Linked DNA regions of Zea mays: region 2 is linked to region 1. A link is a contact called in public Hi-C data. All regions are on one chromosome and are shown on one strand. Each heading gives the region's core, a stretch centred on a gene start, on an enhancer-like site or on the middle of the called end of the contact. The rest is flanking DNA. Distances are from core to core; before and after follow the strand shown. Region 1 holds the start of LOC100273896. Region 2 holds the start of LOC100282953 (40S ribosomal protein S17-like).

Region 1 (4,814 bases), core at 1,022-3,521:
GTCGGTTCACCCCTTCGTCTTGAGACATGTCACTGTGCCGAAGCTTTATAGTCGATAGCTTTGGCGCTGCTCTGGAGAGGATCTGTCGAAGGTGTTTATTTCTTTAGGATCTTCGGGTACGAAGCATACCCCCAACAGGAAGGGATTCCAAAGCATTTTTGATATGCGAACTGATGCATTAGAGAGCAGATCCCTTATCAGGGGGTTGATGGACAAGCTTGACCCAAATGACATGACAATACGCCTAGGTCCAGGAAAAGAATTGAAAATTACAAAAGAGACTATTCGCCCCATATTGGGCTTGCCTAGTGCTGGAGGTAGGGATGAAAACAGTTTCGGTATTTTTCGGTATTCCGGAAACCGATTTCGAAATTTTTCGACCAGATTCACCAGTAACGGTATTTTTCGGAAACGGAATCGGTTTTCGGATTTTTCTATCGGAATCGGCGTGGTATTTTACTGACCGTTTCCTTCGGTTACCTATTTTTGTCGGAAATTACCAGATTTGGGTCTCGGAATTTTCCGGAATTGTCTCTCAAAATTTTTCGGAATTGTGTCTTAGATTTTTCGGAATTTTCCAGCATGTGATTTTTCGCATCGCCTGTACGTCTCTAGATAAGGATTACTTTTTTTGTATTTTTTGGATTCCTTAAGATTTTTTTTGGGATAGATGGTGTTGGAAGGTAGTTGTGATTAACGATTTGGTCTCTTGAACGAATCCACCCTTTACTATACATATGTTATGTATTAGTAATATATAATGATAGAGAGCCAACAGTCTGTCTTTTCCACACACTAGGTTTTAGGGTTTTCCTGTGAGGTTGTGAAAAAACTCTTTATGTGAGGAAAAAATATTTCATAAGTAAGCATGCCATGTCAGCTAGATCGAGTGGATATTGTGAATTGTGAACTTTGAGTCTGTGAACTTGTGATCTTTATGAACTTGTTATACTGGGAACTTGTTATATTGTGAACTTGTTATCTTTGTAAACTTTTATATTATAAATTTGTGATCCTTGTGAACTTGTTATATTATGAACTTGTTATATCATGAATTGTGAACTTGTGGTCTTTGTGATCTTTTGTCAACTTTGTTGTATTGTGAAGTTTGATATGTTTACCGATCGTATTTTAGATTTCGGCTGTTACCGGTGTATTTTCCGCACCAAACTTTCGTTTCCGATGTTTCCGAAATACCGATATTATTTCCGTTTCCGGAGTTACCGTTTTCAATTTTGTTTTCGATAAAAAATATGAAAACAGTAATGGTTTTAGTGTTTACCGACCGTTTCCATCCCTAGTTGGAGGTGACATGAAATTCACTGAATGGTATGATGAAATTGATGCTACTACAAACTTTAACTCTCCAAAAATCTTGAATGACTTATATTTTGGGATGGAGGGAGTACCTCTTTGTTAGTAGGTAGAAATATAAAGATGATATATATTATCAGATTTGAAATAGATACTCTGAATGGTTTGATTGCACACTTAACAATAAGAGGTATTTGAATGTACTAGAACTAATAATTAGTTGTTAAAATTAGTTGAGAACTAATAATTAGCTGCTAAAATTAGTTGAGACATCCGAACAGTTTAACTAATAGTTCAACTTTTAGCTATTTTTAGCAAATTATTTAATAGTTAGCTATCTATTTGTTAGCTAGGTAATTTTAATATTAATTTTTAGCCAACTAACTATTATCTCTAATGCATTCAAACACGTCCTCGCTAATTATTGTATTTTTCTCCCACGTATTCATTTGAACCATCCGTAGCAGGACTTGCGTAGGTCCACGCGTCCCATATCCTTTCCAAAAAACTGATGAATGTCAAACCGGCGAAAGCTTTGGACCTTTGTCCACGTGGTCGAAGCAAAAAACCGGTTCATTTTAAACGTGTCTCAGCCGACGTCCGTGTTTCTCTCCGCGGTGGACGCGCAAAAATTTACCGCGCACGTCACATCAACCGTCACGGCCGTCCAACCAGCGGTCGCTCAGCCTCTGGCGACCGTCCGATCATCCCGCGGAATATTCACGTGGTTCCCGGTCCAGCTCCAGGCTCCAGCACCTTCCCCGAACGGTCTGCTCCGTTAACACTCTCGACCTCCTACGGTTCTCTTGTCCAAAACGGATCCAGACTCGAACGAGAGGAGGACGGCGTATAAAAATAGAAATTTTTGCGTGGCCACCCGGGGGAAAGTTACAGGAGGGAAGCTACCGGCCCTATTTCACCTTCCGTACGTCTCACCCCACGGTGAGGAGGAGGAAGCAAACGTCGGAGCACGAGCACGCGTTCTTCGCCTCTCACCCCACGGGAGGGACGGGAGGCGAGGGCGCGGCGAGCCGGCGGGCGCAATCGGATTTGGGGAGGCAAAAGGAAAATTCCGGAGAGCAGTTCCTTTCCGCCTCCCCATTTCCTCCGGATAGATTTGGGTTTGGCCTGCGTCGATTAGTCCGGCGCTCGAACCCGCACCAATCCATTCGCCGAGGGATCGAGCAAGCGAGGCGTGGATCGCAGGCGGTATTCCCTGCCTGCCTCTTCTTCTCCTCCGCCTGTTCTTGCCGCGGTCTCCCCCTCCGGCCGATCTGGACTCGACAGGTTTGGTGATGGCTCCAGCTTTTCATTCGGTGATGCTCGGTTTGTGATTCCCCGTATGTGAAATTGTGAATGCGGGTGGTTTCAGTGGCTCGTTGTTGGTCTGCTGCTATAAAATTGCATGCTTTTAGGCAGGATTGCTGATCATGAGTGTAGAAATATAATTGAATTGTCCACCCTTTCTATCAGCTTAATCTTTTGGGTTAGATTGGTTGATGTATGCAACTTATTATGGTATATCAGAGACAGAGGTCTTGAGTTCGAATACTAGTTAGCGCAATTAAATAAAATACTTGTTGCTCGCTCCTATTTCATGTCTGAAAGTGAAGGGTGGTTGTTGACAGCTTTGAGGGATTTAGGTCCTAGACGAAACATATCCGCTTGGCTTGCATAACTGTCGGCTTGAATTGGAATTTAGATTGAATCTTTGAATTGCCACTATGTTCGTAAAAAAGCTGTATATATGCCTGATAACATGTAAACACACATTGTGCTTTGGTGATAGGTTCGTGTGATTAGTTTGGTCGACAAAAGGGATTTTTCTGGCTTCTATTGTTATTAAGATCTGTTTAGACAGAGAGACTATATTGCATATCAACTATGCCAGAATTCAAGTTGGTTCCTCTAAATCTTTTTATTGTGTATATATCTTATTAATCATTGTCTGGTCTGAAAAGTAGCAAGAGCTAGGCTGAATTGTAATTCATATTTATAGCGTTATTTCCAGCAACTTATGTGAAACATTTCGTTTGACATTATATGCGCCATTTCCTTGTACCTTCATACTGTAAAAACTTGTGCATCTGATTTAGCTTACTTTGTTCCAATTGGCAGATCATTAATTTTTTGTTGGCATACATTCCCAACCTTGATGTAAAGACCTCCTTCATTCAGAACCCTGTGTTTTGGAAGGGTATTTCACAATGAAGCCCAATCAGTTGATTACATCCCATGTTGATATACATAGGGTATACCCATACGAGTTCCAACCAGAGTTTTCAATGTCTCATGATCTTGGATTGAATTTGTTTTCACAAGCCGGTACAGTGCTGGGTACTTCTTTAAGACATCATAGGAAGATCTCTTCTTCTGGAAATGCAATGGTCCATGGAGCTTTCAATCGCCTCAACAAGCTTTCCCGAGCTCTCTATTTCTGGCTCTCTAGACCATCTGATCCTAAGATTTTGCGTTGGGTGGCATCTGTAGCAGCGACCAGTTCTAGATCTTGTCAGTTGCGTTTCAACCAAATGGGCTCTCACATGCAAAATCTGACTAAACTGCAGTTCAGCTTTCCAATGAGGGAAGAGCAAGCAGTACAACTAATTTTAGCGAGGCTTGCAAGTGCAACGATTGGGCGACTGTTAAATGAGCAGCAACGTGCATGCAATCTTCTTACTCTAGCTGGCGCTGTTGCTATTGTACCTCCACTTGAAAATATGTGAGGACCATGCTCCAATATTGTTTTTGTTTTGTATTTGTTATGCACTCTCCTTACTCTTTTTTTCTGTTATATAGTTGTCTCTAGTTAACTGATGATTTCCTTTTTTGTATGGACAAGATCATCAATGATGCTTGCCGAGTCAATCACATCACGAAATATTGACAGTGATATCAGAAGACTGGTGGATCAGCCTTATGTAGAAGGAAAGTGCCTAAGTTGTGCTTGCCCTTCTGTGCCTAGTACTATATTTCAAGAAGATCCAATTGAACCAAAAACTGGAATAAAATTTCCAACATTTCTGGAAGACGACTCCAGTCCATCTGCAGCGGTATTTCCGTTTTCTTTAAAACCATAACTTCTCTTAATCTGGAGGAATTGATTTCATTTTTTTTTTGTGTGTGTGTGTTCATTTGAAATCATTTTCAAGCTAGTGGTGTATTACGATCAATACATAAATTGTACCAGTTGGGTACATGGTTTGTGGTTTACTTTATGGCTATTCAAACTTGCTTCTTTGACAATTTTGAACTAAAAGTCTACATAATCGTATATAGTGTATTCTGATACTGATTTGTTATTATGCACTCCGTATCTGCACAATGCATTTTTAATGGTTTTGAAACATTGAAATTAAAGCGTACAATTTTGGTAATATTACTTTCCAGATTCCGTATCATTTTGTATAAATTCTTCGATTTGATCCCTCCATGTGACAATTTCCATTGATAATTAAACCTTCAGGTCCTTGTTGGGATAGGTTTCAAAGGCATGAGAG
Region 2 (4,814 bases), core at 969-3,468, 290 kb before region 1:
GCCGCGCCGGCGGCGAGGGTGGTGGCGGTGGTGCCGTCGTCGCCGGAGACGGGCCGATCCAGGGGTTCCTGCGCCTCCTCATCACCAAGGTCGCGGCTGGAGCGGCGGCGGCGCTAGTCGGCCTGATGGTCATGGCTCTCACCCTCTACGGAGCTAAGTAAGTTCCTAGTTCCTACCGCCGAACGACCTCACCGGCTATTTAAAATTCAATAGCAACAAGATTTTTTAACTCATTCAATCTTCTCTGATATCTTTAGGTTGCTGGACAGCAACGTCCTCTATATTCATTCTCTATATTCGTCTTTTACAATCTTCTCTAAAAGATTTCATCCTCTATATTTTTTTCCTCTCTAACAACATCCTCTAAATCACGTCCTATATACGTAAATATCTATATTAAAGACATTTTTTACTTTTGTACATACGTATTTATCATACTCTCAAATGTATTATACATATTTTAGTTTTGCTAAACCAGTTATTTTAAGTATTCAAATGGATAGAGGGTCGTCTAGAAAAACTCTATATATAGAGAATCCAGCAGTGTCCTCTAAATTTAGGGTGTGTTTGGTTGTGGGACAGCTAGGACGGGATCGTCCCCTGACGTCCTCTCTCGTCCCTCCAATTTTGAGGGACAACAGGGGACAACACAGGATAGTACTGTCCCAACCCTTGACCCAGAACCAAACAACCTAATTTGAGGGATCGTCCCATCCCATCCCGTCCTATTCAAATGGATAGAGGATCGTTAAGAGGACACTGCTAGAGAGCGTAGAGAACCGTTTGATCCTCTATATTATGGTACAGAAGCTTTTAAAGTATCTTGTTGGAGTCAGTCTTAAACCCAAACAAGCCTCTAGTGAGTGTAAAACCTCTTACACTCTCTCACCGAAACGAATATATTGCAGAAGGAACAGAACGACAAAAGCATTGATACGGTGGCGGCGTGATGGGATCCAGTGGCGAGCATATTTTCCAACAGGTTCGTCTTCGCAGAGCAGGTAGTTCATTGCTCAACCGGTCAAGCGTATCGGACAAGGAGTGTCACAGTTGGCACTCAGGCAATTTGAGGGCGAAGCAAAATCTGTTGGTATTGGTCTGTCTCATCAGTGGTCTTTGAGGAGGAGGCACCGTTTACCAATGTGCTTGCAAAAGGCGAGAGCGTCAACAAGGCTGAAACTTCTTCAATACACGCCACAAATCAACACATGAACAGTCAAAGAAAGACACTTCACCTCACCACATCCTTCCAAAGATGCCGTTCCCTTCATTTGATGCTGCTTGGATCGACAAGTGTCACAATTTACTTCGCCATTTTCAGCATTCCTACAACTCTATGGGTTACGATGGGGCAGCATCCATGCACTTAGATGGGAATCTAGCAAAGTGGTGACATACTTTCTTGGCAGATTATCCAAATCAGTTCCAATCTAGCAAAGGATGAGAAGATAGATGGAGAGAGAACTCTTCTCTTGATTACTTCTTTAAGATGTGTATTAAACTTAGAATCAATATTGCAAGAGAGTGGAGAACCCAAGAAGATAGTAATCGTAATAAGTGAAAGGAAAATGTGACACAACGATTTTTACCGTGGTTCGGCCAATGCCTACTCTACGTTGTGGTGACCTCTTTTGGTTAAGGGTTACACTCAACCCCTTTCAAGTGATCTAAAGATCAAACTTGAGATCAACAGTGAACCTGTACCCATCTATAATAAGTCAAAATCCTCCGATCCACCCCAATCCACATGAAATTGGAATAACCGAACAAGGTGCTTATTCGTTTCACCCTTAATCCATATGGATTGCGTAATATTGAGTTGGTTTAAATCCATAGTAAGTCAAAATCTATCCCTATTTATTCCAATACACTACAATTTAGGTCTTATTCGATTATTCCTATTATACATGGATTGTATGAGATTAGAAAAAAATTAAGAAAGTTTGACTTGTTTGGGATTTAAACTCACCAAATCCCACTCAATTCATATGGATCGAGAGCAAATCGAAAACCCTGATATATATAGAATTGAAATAACCAAACATAACCCGGTATGAACTGATGGGCCAAAAAGAATTCCAAAGCTCCGACACAAGCAGGCCAGGCAACAAAGCCCAACACTCGCACCATCTATATCTGTCCGCCCATATCAAATGAATAGCTCAGATCCACAACAAATAGCGAAACCCTAGCCCAAACTCGACCGCCTCTGCTATAAGTAGCTCCACTCTCTCTCCTCCAAGCCTACCCCAGCCGCCGCCGCCGCCACCGCCACCTGCCCCAGCGCGCCGCCGCCGCAGCCACCATGGGTCGCGTCCGCACCAAGACCGTGAAGAAGACCTCCAGGCAGGTGATCGAGAAGTACTACTCCCGCATGACCCTCGACTTCCACACCAACAAGAAGGTGCTCGAGGAGGTCTCGATTCTGCCCTCGAAGCGCCTCCGCAACAAGGTGGCTGGCTTCAGTACCCACCTGATGCGCCGCATCCAGCGCGGCCCAGTCCGCGGCATCTCGCTCAAGCTGCAGGAGGAGGAGCGCGAGCGCCGCATGGACTTCGTGCCGGAGAAGTCCGCGCTCGAGGTCGAAGAGATCCGCGTCGACAAGGAGACCATGGAGATGCTCGCTGCCCTCGGCATGGCCGACCTGCCCGGCGTTGAGCGCCAGGCTGAGGTCTCCAACGCCCCCGCCTACGGCCGCCCGCAGTACGGTGGTCCCCGCCGTGACCGCGTTTAGACTTCGCGGTGGTTGCCTCTTGATCGCACTGCTATTCGTAGTTGTTGTCCTACTATGCTAAACTTCTTTTAGATCTTTGGTTGCATCTGTGGCGGTTAAGTTTTGAACTTGCCTGTTATGGTATAAATTCTGAAGTGTTTGGTTCTGCGTGTGATGAACATGATAATTTATATTCTTGCGCTTTATAAGTTACTATGAGATGCTCATATTTTTTTATTTGACTGCTAGTTATCTTGAATATGTGCATGCGACATAGGGATTTGTATCTATGCTGCATGCTTTTAAATGTAATTCAAATTTGGTGTTGCTGTTAGGTTCATTGTGTACTGTGCAGATTAAATTTCTTTTTATTTTCATTCATTTGCTATACAGTTCAATGCTGCCTAGATGTTTGGCTGTTAGCTAGAGCCAATATGATCTGGGTCGGTCGATGAAGTCTTATCAATCCAATGAAACTTTAGCTATGCATTTTCAATTCAACTAGTACATTTTTAGTGTACTGAATTGGCAATATCTGTTAGCCTCTACTGAACTCTTTCTTTATTACTTGAAATTGGGTTTACTCTGTAGCATTACAACAACTTCAGATTATAGCATTTTTCACTTTCATATTTGTCGTATTCTTGTCCTCCATGTTGTCAGCACTGTGTGGTCTATTCATTTCTTTGTTTCTATAGGAAACTTGGCTTGTTTTAATTGTGTTCTATTGATGTAGTTGTTTAAATAACTTGGTTTTAAACTCATTGTTAAAGGCTGAAACGTTCCTATGATATAGAAGTAAATAGTGATCTGTTAGAACAACGATAAAGTGATTTTTCCCTTGAATACCAATATATATTGTTTGTTTGTATGTCATGCGAATTGAATTATATGTGCTTTTCTCTGTCCTTCTTTGTAGCATACGTTTGAAGTATATTCAATGGAATGTTTATTAGTACTTTGATTTGAGAATTTGTTAATGTAACCACACAAAGCCTCGTCAGTAGATGTTGTTGTAGAATGTTTCTACTGTTTTTTATTAATATTGTTCAACTTGCTGCTTCTTAAATCTATAAGGGCTAGTTTTGAAATTCAAATCCTCTCTAGGATTATTTTCCCCTCAATCCCTTCCAATCCCGGAGGGGATTTGAGTTATAAACTAGCTCTAAGGGCTGATTTGGTGACCAGGGATCACAGGGTTGGAGGGGATTGGGGGAGAAATTAGTTCATTAGCTCTAAGGGCTGATTTGGTGACCCGTGATCCCCTTGTCACCAAATCAATCCTAATTGTAATTTTATCCACCTGTTTTCTTTGATCACTGAAATTTATGTGTAGTGATGCTGTATTTTGGACACCTTCTAGATTTTTTTTGTGAATCTCGGCCTCATTAGTTTCACAAGGCATACATGTGAAATAACCTGCTGCCTTCATTTCTGTTGGCCAGCAGATGTTGAATATGACAATGGGGGGCCTGCCTGTTCTGGACTGATGGAAAACTATCGCCCATTTTTATATCAACAAGCCTCATAATTCATTTTATCCAGCAAGAATTGAAAAGAGGTGCTCCTCTGGGCAGGTTTGGTAGGTGAGACCTGTCTCACTGGCTTCAGGTTGGAACTAGACTCTCGCTGGGAACGGTTGCCTTAGTTTTTAGACTCCAGTACTCCACTCGGTGTGGTAGCATTCGGGTCCTCTGGATTCTTAGTTCAATCTGTTCCACCGTTTATTATTTGGGTACAGTGTAGGTGTTCATATATATATATATATATATATATATATATATATATATATATATATATATATATATATATATATATATATATATATATATATATATATATATATATTTTGGGGGGGGGGCGCAGACTAGAGGAACCAAAGATGATCGTCGAAGGGCTGGGTGAGGTAGTAATTATGGAATTAATAATAACACAAGTTGCGTCAGAAAACATTTGATTTTGCCAAACTTGCATTTTGTATGGTTCCTATTGTTTGCTTCATTATGGGAAGTAAAACATGTAGAACAGTGTTAGAACTTTTGTTGCTTCTGTTGTGATTGAGAGTTCAACTTACCTGTTATGCTAAAGTTAATGGACTGTT

What was found. A called contact is a pair of places that touch in the nucleus more often than the background predicts.
Region 2: a Hi-C map of ear shows a contact between it and region 1, with 2.4 times the contacts expected there. The contact joins the promoter of LOC100282953 here to the promoter of LOC100273896 in region 1. A contact is called at or near these places in 2 of 25 Hi-C or Micro-C datasets (ear and tassel).

What each region holds. Positions count from the first base shown.
Region 1 is chr9:11,369,047-11,373,860 of Zm-B73-REFERENCE-NAM-5.0, reverse strand. LOC100273896 reads left to right here and starts at 2,271. Exons shown (of 11, transcript NM_001148288.1): 1 at 2,271-2,601; 2 at 3,433-4,036; 3 at 4,157-4,367; 4 at 4,781-4,814. The coding sequence starts at 3,522.
Region 2 is chr9:11,658,811-11,663,624 of Zm-B73-REFERENCE-NAM-5.0, reverse strand. It overlaps LOC100282953 (40S ribosomal protein S17-like), which reads left to right and starts at 2,218. Exons shown (of 1, transcript NM_001291552.2): 1 at 2,218-2,892. The coding sequence starts at 2,306. The coding sequence ends at 2,734.